Linked DNA regions of Zea mays: region 1 is linked to region 2. A link is a contact called in public Hi-C data. All regions are on one chromosome and are shown on one strand. The core of a region is the stretch at or near the end of the contact, and the rest is flanking DNA. Distances in the headings are between cores, read along the strand shown.

What was found. Hi-C and Micro-C count contacts between places; a contact is called where the count stands out from the background.
Region 1: a Hi-C map of ear shows a contact between it and region 2, with 1.8 times the contacts expected there. The contact joins the enhancer-like site here to the promoter of LOC100191592 in region 2. A contact is called at or near these places in 2 of 25 Hi-C or Micro-C datasets (ear and tassel).

The regions. Positions count from the first base shown.
Region 1 is chr1:7,904,589-7,908,203 of Zm-B73-REFERENCE-NAM-5.0, forward strand. No RefSeq gene overlaps it. Among protein-coding and RNA genes, the nearest start is that of LOC115032970, 5.4 kb to the right of the region's middle. Within about 2 kb of position 1,888, at least 20 of the 20 cell types and tissues checked have an H3K27ac peak or open chromatin away from gene starts, as enhancers often do. A contact at or near this core is called in ear and tassel, where this site is marked.
Region 2 is chr1:7,342,045-7,345,639 of Zm-B73-REFERENCE-NAM-5.0, forward strand. It overlaps LOC100191592 (basic endochitinase), which reads left to right and starts at 2,117. Exons shown (of 3, transcript NM_001137022.1): 1 at 2,117-2,412; 2 at 2,519-2,630; 3 at 2,826-3,429. The coding sequence starts at 2,124. The coding sequence ends at 3,210. LOC100273485 (putative protein kinase superfamily protein) reads left to right here. Exons shown (of 9, transcript NM_001147922.1): 9 at 1-107.

The sequences.
Region 1 (3,615 bases), core at 638-3,137, 560 kb after region 2:
GTGTAGAGTTGACCTAGGAAAATTTCAGATTTTCTTTATTTCGTTTAACCAACTTCTTAAGTTTTTGTCAACACTTGGCCATCTCTTCTTAGCTTGGGTCCACAACAAAGTGGTATATTAAAATGTTAATTACCTACCTCTTTTATTTTGGTTCTTGGTAACACCTTTATCAAGCAAAAACCCAAACTAGATCACACACATAACTTATAAAGTAAACAAGTCATCATCATTTGTGCTAAGTAGTTGAAAAGCTACCTCAAACAAAACTAGTTCACTTTAGGTTGGTTTAGCTACACACTCGATTACTCTTTAATGGCATAAGATTCTAGAACATAAGTTTCTAGTATTTCAAGCACATTTGCAAACCACATAAAATGATAAGTAATTCATGAATTAGATTCAAGTTATGAATAACTAATGATGCTCATGATGATATTTTTCATGATGCATAGGCGATGTATAAGCATGCTTAACACCAGAGGTGTTACACCAGCCACCCCGGAAGAAGCTGATTCGCATAAGGCAATTGTGCCTGCGTCAACTGAAGATACAAGCCTAAGTACTCCTTTGCCTTCGGGAAAAGATTCTAGGGACACTTCAACACCCGCATCTATGACAGAGGCACACCGGAGATGACTTCGGATAATGGCATGGAAGCCATGACAATTGATGAACCGAAGAAGTCAGATGAGGAGAAGATACCAAAGAAGGGAAGTCCTTTAGAACACAGCAAGAGTGTTCGCAGAGTAGAGTTTGAATATAGATATGGAGATGCATAAGCTGCTGGAGATAGCTTTATTTCTAGTTCTCCGCTAAAAGTAGTTAATTAGAAATATATCACTTCAATTTAAAAAATAGAAATTAATTTATTTTCATACCACTATATGACATCAAAATAAGTTGAACGTCTAATTTTGTAAAGGCTAAGTAACATTATATAATTAATACTAAAAAGAATACGGTTTTAAATCTAGTGAAAGTTAAACTATCTTAAATTTAGTTAGATGTATAAAAATAACATGTATGACTCTAAACATATATAGTACAAATATCTTTCTCGAAATATGATTAGATTCGTTTAGTATAATAAGTATTAATACTTTTTATGATCAGTTTTAAAATTAGATGACTTCATAATATTTTAGAAATTTATTATATACTCTTTCACAACATCAATTTCATGTGTCGTGTGTCACGTCTCTACTCCTTTAAAACACAAGTTTTATGTGTCGTACGTCGTGCATCACGTGTGAAGTGTATAGATATATTCCTCTCTCTCCCACTTTTCGCCAAACAATGGGCCCAATGGGCTCTTAAACCACAGATAGGCCATGAGAAATCACTCAAGTCCAACACGATAAGAAGCCACACGCAGCGCAACGTTCCCAAATATGATTAGATGCGTACAGTATAATAAGTATTAATACTTTTTATGATTCTATTTTGTTTGAAGTCGACAGTTGAGGAGACTAGAGTAAGCTTTTAAATTATCTCCAGCAGCTTATCCATACTCATACACATATAAAACTTCACTCTGCGAACAGTGTACAAACAGTACAAAATAGTGTTTTACGTAAACTATGGATAGACTGTTGGACACGGTCTTAAAGCAAGTTTATAACACAAAGACATGTTCAGCAATTCAACTAAGCTAATGAACATGGGTAAAAATGACATTGATAATTCAGCTGGCGCAACTAAAATCGCCGACAACAGTTGGCGGTTTTAAGAAAAAATGCCAAGTCAAAAGGTAACTGGCAGCGATTTATTTTTGGAATAAAAAATTTAAAAACAGAAAATAAAATATAAACCACACAACACAACACACTCAGCGTGGGCCTTGCATCTGTCCAATGCTACATAGGCCCAAGACTCATCGCCAAGTTTGGGCAGGCCCCAAACAAACAACACTAACCTATGGAAATAAACTGGGCCGTGCGCGGTCCAGGAGGTTGGCTTTGCTCAAAAAAAAAAACAAGAAGGCATCACAATCACATCAGATCTGGCCACTGTCGTGAGCCGTGCAGCAGCTCGCCTTGGGCGGTTGGGTCTGGTTGGTCTTCGACCACGCAAGCCGCAGCACCGCCGGCTAATCACAGCAGGGACAGGGCTGGGGGACGACCGGCGCGCGTACGACGGCATGGGACGGTGGCGCGACCGGCCGGGCAGGCACGCCGCATGCATTAACGCCGCGCGCGGGAGGAGCGGAGCGGAGGACGCCTCGCCGGGCCCAGGCGCCCAGCCCAGAGCGGCCGGTGCGTGGCAGGACGAGATTCCCGCGGCCGGCCTCGCATTAAACTTGGCCGCGCCCGGCCTGCAACCGCGAGGTGAGGGGAGGACCGGAGGACCCTCTCCCTGCGTCTGCCTGCATGTGCACCGGGCACCGTGTGCTCGCCTGCCTGGCGGTGCAGCCACCTGCCGTCGCCTTGTCTCTTTTTTGTCTCGCTACTAGGCAGCTGTTTGTTCGCGTTCGTCGTCCGTCCGTCCGCCCGGCTCCGGCTCCGGCTCCGGCCGGCGCGGCGCCAATTGAAGACGCACGCCCCGCCGCACTGTACATAGACCCATCCATCCATCCTGCAGTAACGAGGCGCCCACGCACAGTGCCGGATGCCTTTCTTGGCCGCCTCGCTGCCGAGAAAGTAGAGTAGTCCCATGTTTGTCGTCCACAGGTCCAGGGACTAGCTAGATGCGCACTGTAGCCACTAGCCACTAATCACGCACAGTAGTTGGTTATAAAAGCCGATGCAAACACGTGAACATGGACAAACTTTAATTTTCGATGTTTCGTCTTCGGCGATCAAGGCAGTACGTGCGCTCCAGGACATACACAAATAATTTGTACCCACGAGATATCATATGAGTCCATGCATGTGTGAATATGACCCCAAGAGTAAAGTAGACTCAAACATTGTACCTCACGATATCAACATATATTGATCATCAGATTTGGCACCTAGACGGTCGGTTCAGCCTTATCCTAGACGGTCCACGCTCGGATGGTCCGACGTGTTACCCGAGACGATCCGTAAATAGATTAATTTAGGCTAGAGTTCTTATCTTTTGTGGGGTTATCCTAATAACTCGCGAGAAACTGTTTGATTTTGCTTAGTAATGGGTCCGAACCTACTATATATATTTGAAAGGGTACGACCGATTCAAGAAACCAACAATGGATCTACAAATCACTTTTATCTCATTTATCTTATGCATTAGCCTTAGGAGTAGTTCTAGCCATAGTTTAGCCCTAGTTATAGTTTCCCAACTTCGATCTTCTCCTCTCTTTAACTCTATGTCGTCTAGAGACCCTTTGGATGGCCTGTCGATCCCAAGGCAACCCTAAGATTCTTCCTCCCCGCGGTCAGGGTCCCTCCTGAAAGGCAGGATCTAGGTTCTTCCCGAAGCTCTTTGCGCCATCGCAAATGGTCCGTTGACCTTCCGCGGACGGTCCGCTACCATTAATATTTGGCCCAAAAAGGTGCCAACATATTTTTTGGCGGCTCTGCTAGGACAGAAAATTAGATCTATTAGATCGACCATGATGGTCGGTTCCAAAGATCACATTGGTGACTCTCAAGACAACATCGTTAGGCTGACTCTTGAGAGTTTGTCAACCGA
Region 2 (3,595 bases), core at 867-3,366:
CGATTGTAACTACCTGGTTTCGCATTTCTGTCATGCATTTTTTTTGGGCCCGTGTACATGTTACATCGACGAAAGTCGAAACAGGCAGAATGCAAGGGGATTTTTTTACTTGTGGTTGTCAAAATCTGAGCTTGTGCTGTTCGTACTGACATGGGGATGGAGTCTGCTGTGTCTGATCGCTCTGACTAGCTGACTGCTGAATTAGAATTGGTGCCCAGCCCACACAGATGTCGCAGCCATCGTTGCACGCCGTGATCGACGCCGAACTGAAATTCATCAGTTCGCCGTGGACCGCGGGCCGCACCGGCACCACAGTTTGGCCCTGCGTGAGTTCGCGAGTCGTGACAGGTTGACCGCCTGGGCTTCCGGATCTGGAGAGGCCCAGATAGAAGGTACCATGAACCGAATTGGCCAAATAGGCCGCTTGACCCACCCGGCACGGCCTGATGGACAAATTGTGCTGCAAGCGGGGGTTGCGCTTGCGCCGCTACCGGCTTTGGTACCTTTTTCTATTAAAAAATTGAAATTTCAAATATATACGCCACGATCTGTCCAGGAGAGGGGGCAGGGTCGCAGGGATCTATTTTTTTTCCCATCTCAGCCTTCCCCAACCCGCGTTTAGCAGAACATGGAGTAGAATAGTGTCCAGCAGCAATGAAAGTGCAGTGGCGGATCTAGAAACAAATAAGCCAAGAAACATGTTATACCACAGTCATATAATGGTTAGTCTATAAACTCCACCAAATGTGATTATCTTCTTGATAATCATTCGTCACACTTGAACATAGTGAACATATATCAACCTCGTGTTCGCAGGTCAACAGGAAGTCTTCAAGACGACGACCCCAAGTCTTCTCGGGTTGGCATCTTCCACAAAATGCAGCTAGTAGCTTTCCCTTGTCGACCTGCCGCGCGCGGCGGGCTAGTTAGCTAGCTTTTTCTGCATGCTGGAACGCAGGGCAGGACGACAAGACCAGATCGAGTGGTAGGTTGGTGTAGCGCCTGCTTGCCTCATGGAAATGCTTTGGAGACAATTACTTTCGTCTAGCTCAGGAAATATTCTGAAAAAACAATCTAACTTAATTATAACTTTGCATTTTCTTTAGGTGCCGTTCGGTTGTTTGAGATGGGTGGATCGGAATGATTTCTAACCAGATTGCTTCTCTAATTAGCTAAAACGATTTCGGTTGCAATCCGACACAAACGAACAAGGCCTTAAGAATCTTACAACCGTGCACGGAAATTAATCTATGTCATAATTAAGCTTCAAATACCCAAGCTGTACCTCAAATATATATGGTTATCAGCAACAACTGCAAGATATATAAATATCTGCAAGATATCCATGGATCATAGAGACCTTGTCAAGGCTCTTGTCCTCTGCGCGCAGCAATAATTGTGGCCAACTTCACATGCGTAGTACAGACAGCGTACCATCCGAATCTGATCTAGAACAGCGTACGTACGTGTCGGCCACGAGTCAACACAGCGCAACGCAGCCAGAAGGCATTCAGATTTCAGACCTCACCGTACGTAGCTCCACGATGTTACTCTACACTAGTCGGTTACAGTAACCAGAGTAGGATTAATTCTAACCGTCTAACCGTGTCCTTGATTAGAGGCTATCCTAATTATTAGTTGTAGCCTTCAGTCATATGACGCTATATAAATAGATTAAGTGGACCGATAAGTTTAGTCAACACTAATCATTCGACCATAAAACCCTAATCGACATTCTGTGAGGAACCGATCCTCTACGTGATCAGAGTGACTGAAAGAGCTATGACTATGTCTAAGATCCCTATCTCTTCATCAGAAACCGAATCTAAGCCTTCCCTGTAGTGGTCACTGGATACATAAGGATTGGTAGAGGATTATGATTCAATTCTAGAAACTAAATAATCTAGTCATCTACACATGCATCCTCCGTCACCCGCGCCTACATTCTCCGTCATCTACACATGCATCCAGTGCTATAGAACAGAAGGGCACAACTGAGCAAAAAAAAAACACGACTAACAATATAGGTGAGCACACTACCAAAACTAAGGACACCAATTTAAAAAACACTTATAAATAGGCACGCCCGGCCGTGAGCGGAGCGGAGAGCATCAAAGCAAGCCATGTGGAGGAGGGCTTTAGCGATGGTCCTGTTCATGGCTGGCGCCGCGCTGCTCGCCGGGGCTGCCGGCGCCGGCGCGCAGCAGGGCGTGTGGAGCATCATCACCCGGCCCATGTTCCAGAGCATGCTGAGCCACCGCGGCGACAGCGGGTGCCAGGGCGCCTTCTACACCTACGACGCCTTCATCGAGGCCGCCAGCAAGTTCCCCGGCTTCGGCACCACCGGCGACGAGCAGACGCGCAGGCGGGAGCTCGCCGCCTTCTTCGGCCAGACGTCCCACGAAACCACCGGTACGCGTGCAGAATGCCTCGTGCTTGGTTTGGTTAGCCATCAATCATTTCCTCGTGGGCCGTCGTCTAAGCTCGATCATGCATCTGATCGCATGGGTACGTGCAGGTGGATGGGCGACTGCTCCGGATGGACCGTTTGCCTGGGGATACTGCCGGGTGAAGGAACAGAAACAGACGGACCCACCCTACTATGGACGAGGACCCATACAGCTAACTCAGTAAGATCAGCAGCACAGACACTCTGCATGCATGTTATTATATATGTTATCCACAGCAGATAGAGTAAAATAGGAGATTTATATTGTATATAACACTGTTTACAAAGTAAAATTTCAAATAGAGAATATGATAGAGGGCGTGATAGGGTATCTACTAGAGAAAACCTAATAACAGGAGCCCATATATGCATGCAGTAAGTACAACTACAGGCTCGCCGGGCAAGCGCTGAACCTGAACCTGGTGGGCGACCCGGACCTGGTGGCGAGAGACCCCGTGGTAGCCTTCAAGACGGCCATCTGGTTCTGGATGACGCCGCAGTCGCCCAAGCCCTCGTGCCACGCCGTGATGACCGGCGACTGGAGGCCCTCCGCCACCGACCGCGCCGCGGGGAGGCTCCCCGGATACGGCCTGACCACGAACATCATCAACGGTGGTCTAGAGTGCGGCGAGGACCGCTCCACCGACGGCGCCAAAGCCGCCAAGGACCGGGTCGGCTACTACAAGAGGTACTGCGGTATGCTCGGAGTGGGGTACGGGGACAACATGGCATGCGGGAGCCAGAAGCCTTACGGAGGATGATGACACTAGTAGCTGATCTATGGTTGCTGCAATGCAAGCCTTCACGTGTGTTTGCCTCTCTACCTAAAGAATAAATCAAGCTAGCAGCAAACCTACCTTCGGCGTGTGTCTACTTGCTTATCATAGTGTGTGTCCGTGTATGAGAGATGATGTACTGTCACGAACTCACGTGTGTATGAGAGAGGATACATGGTAAGACTATCACTACTAGAATCCGCCTCTTTACTGACTGACAACCAAAAAACACTCGATAAGAAAATACTTGGTAAAGTGTTTTTTTTTTCGAGTGTTTTATTTTTAACTCTCGGCAAATAGTTTCTTTGGAGAGTGTTTTTTACACCCGACAAAGAACTTATTTGCCGAGTTTTTATATATTTTACATTTA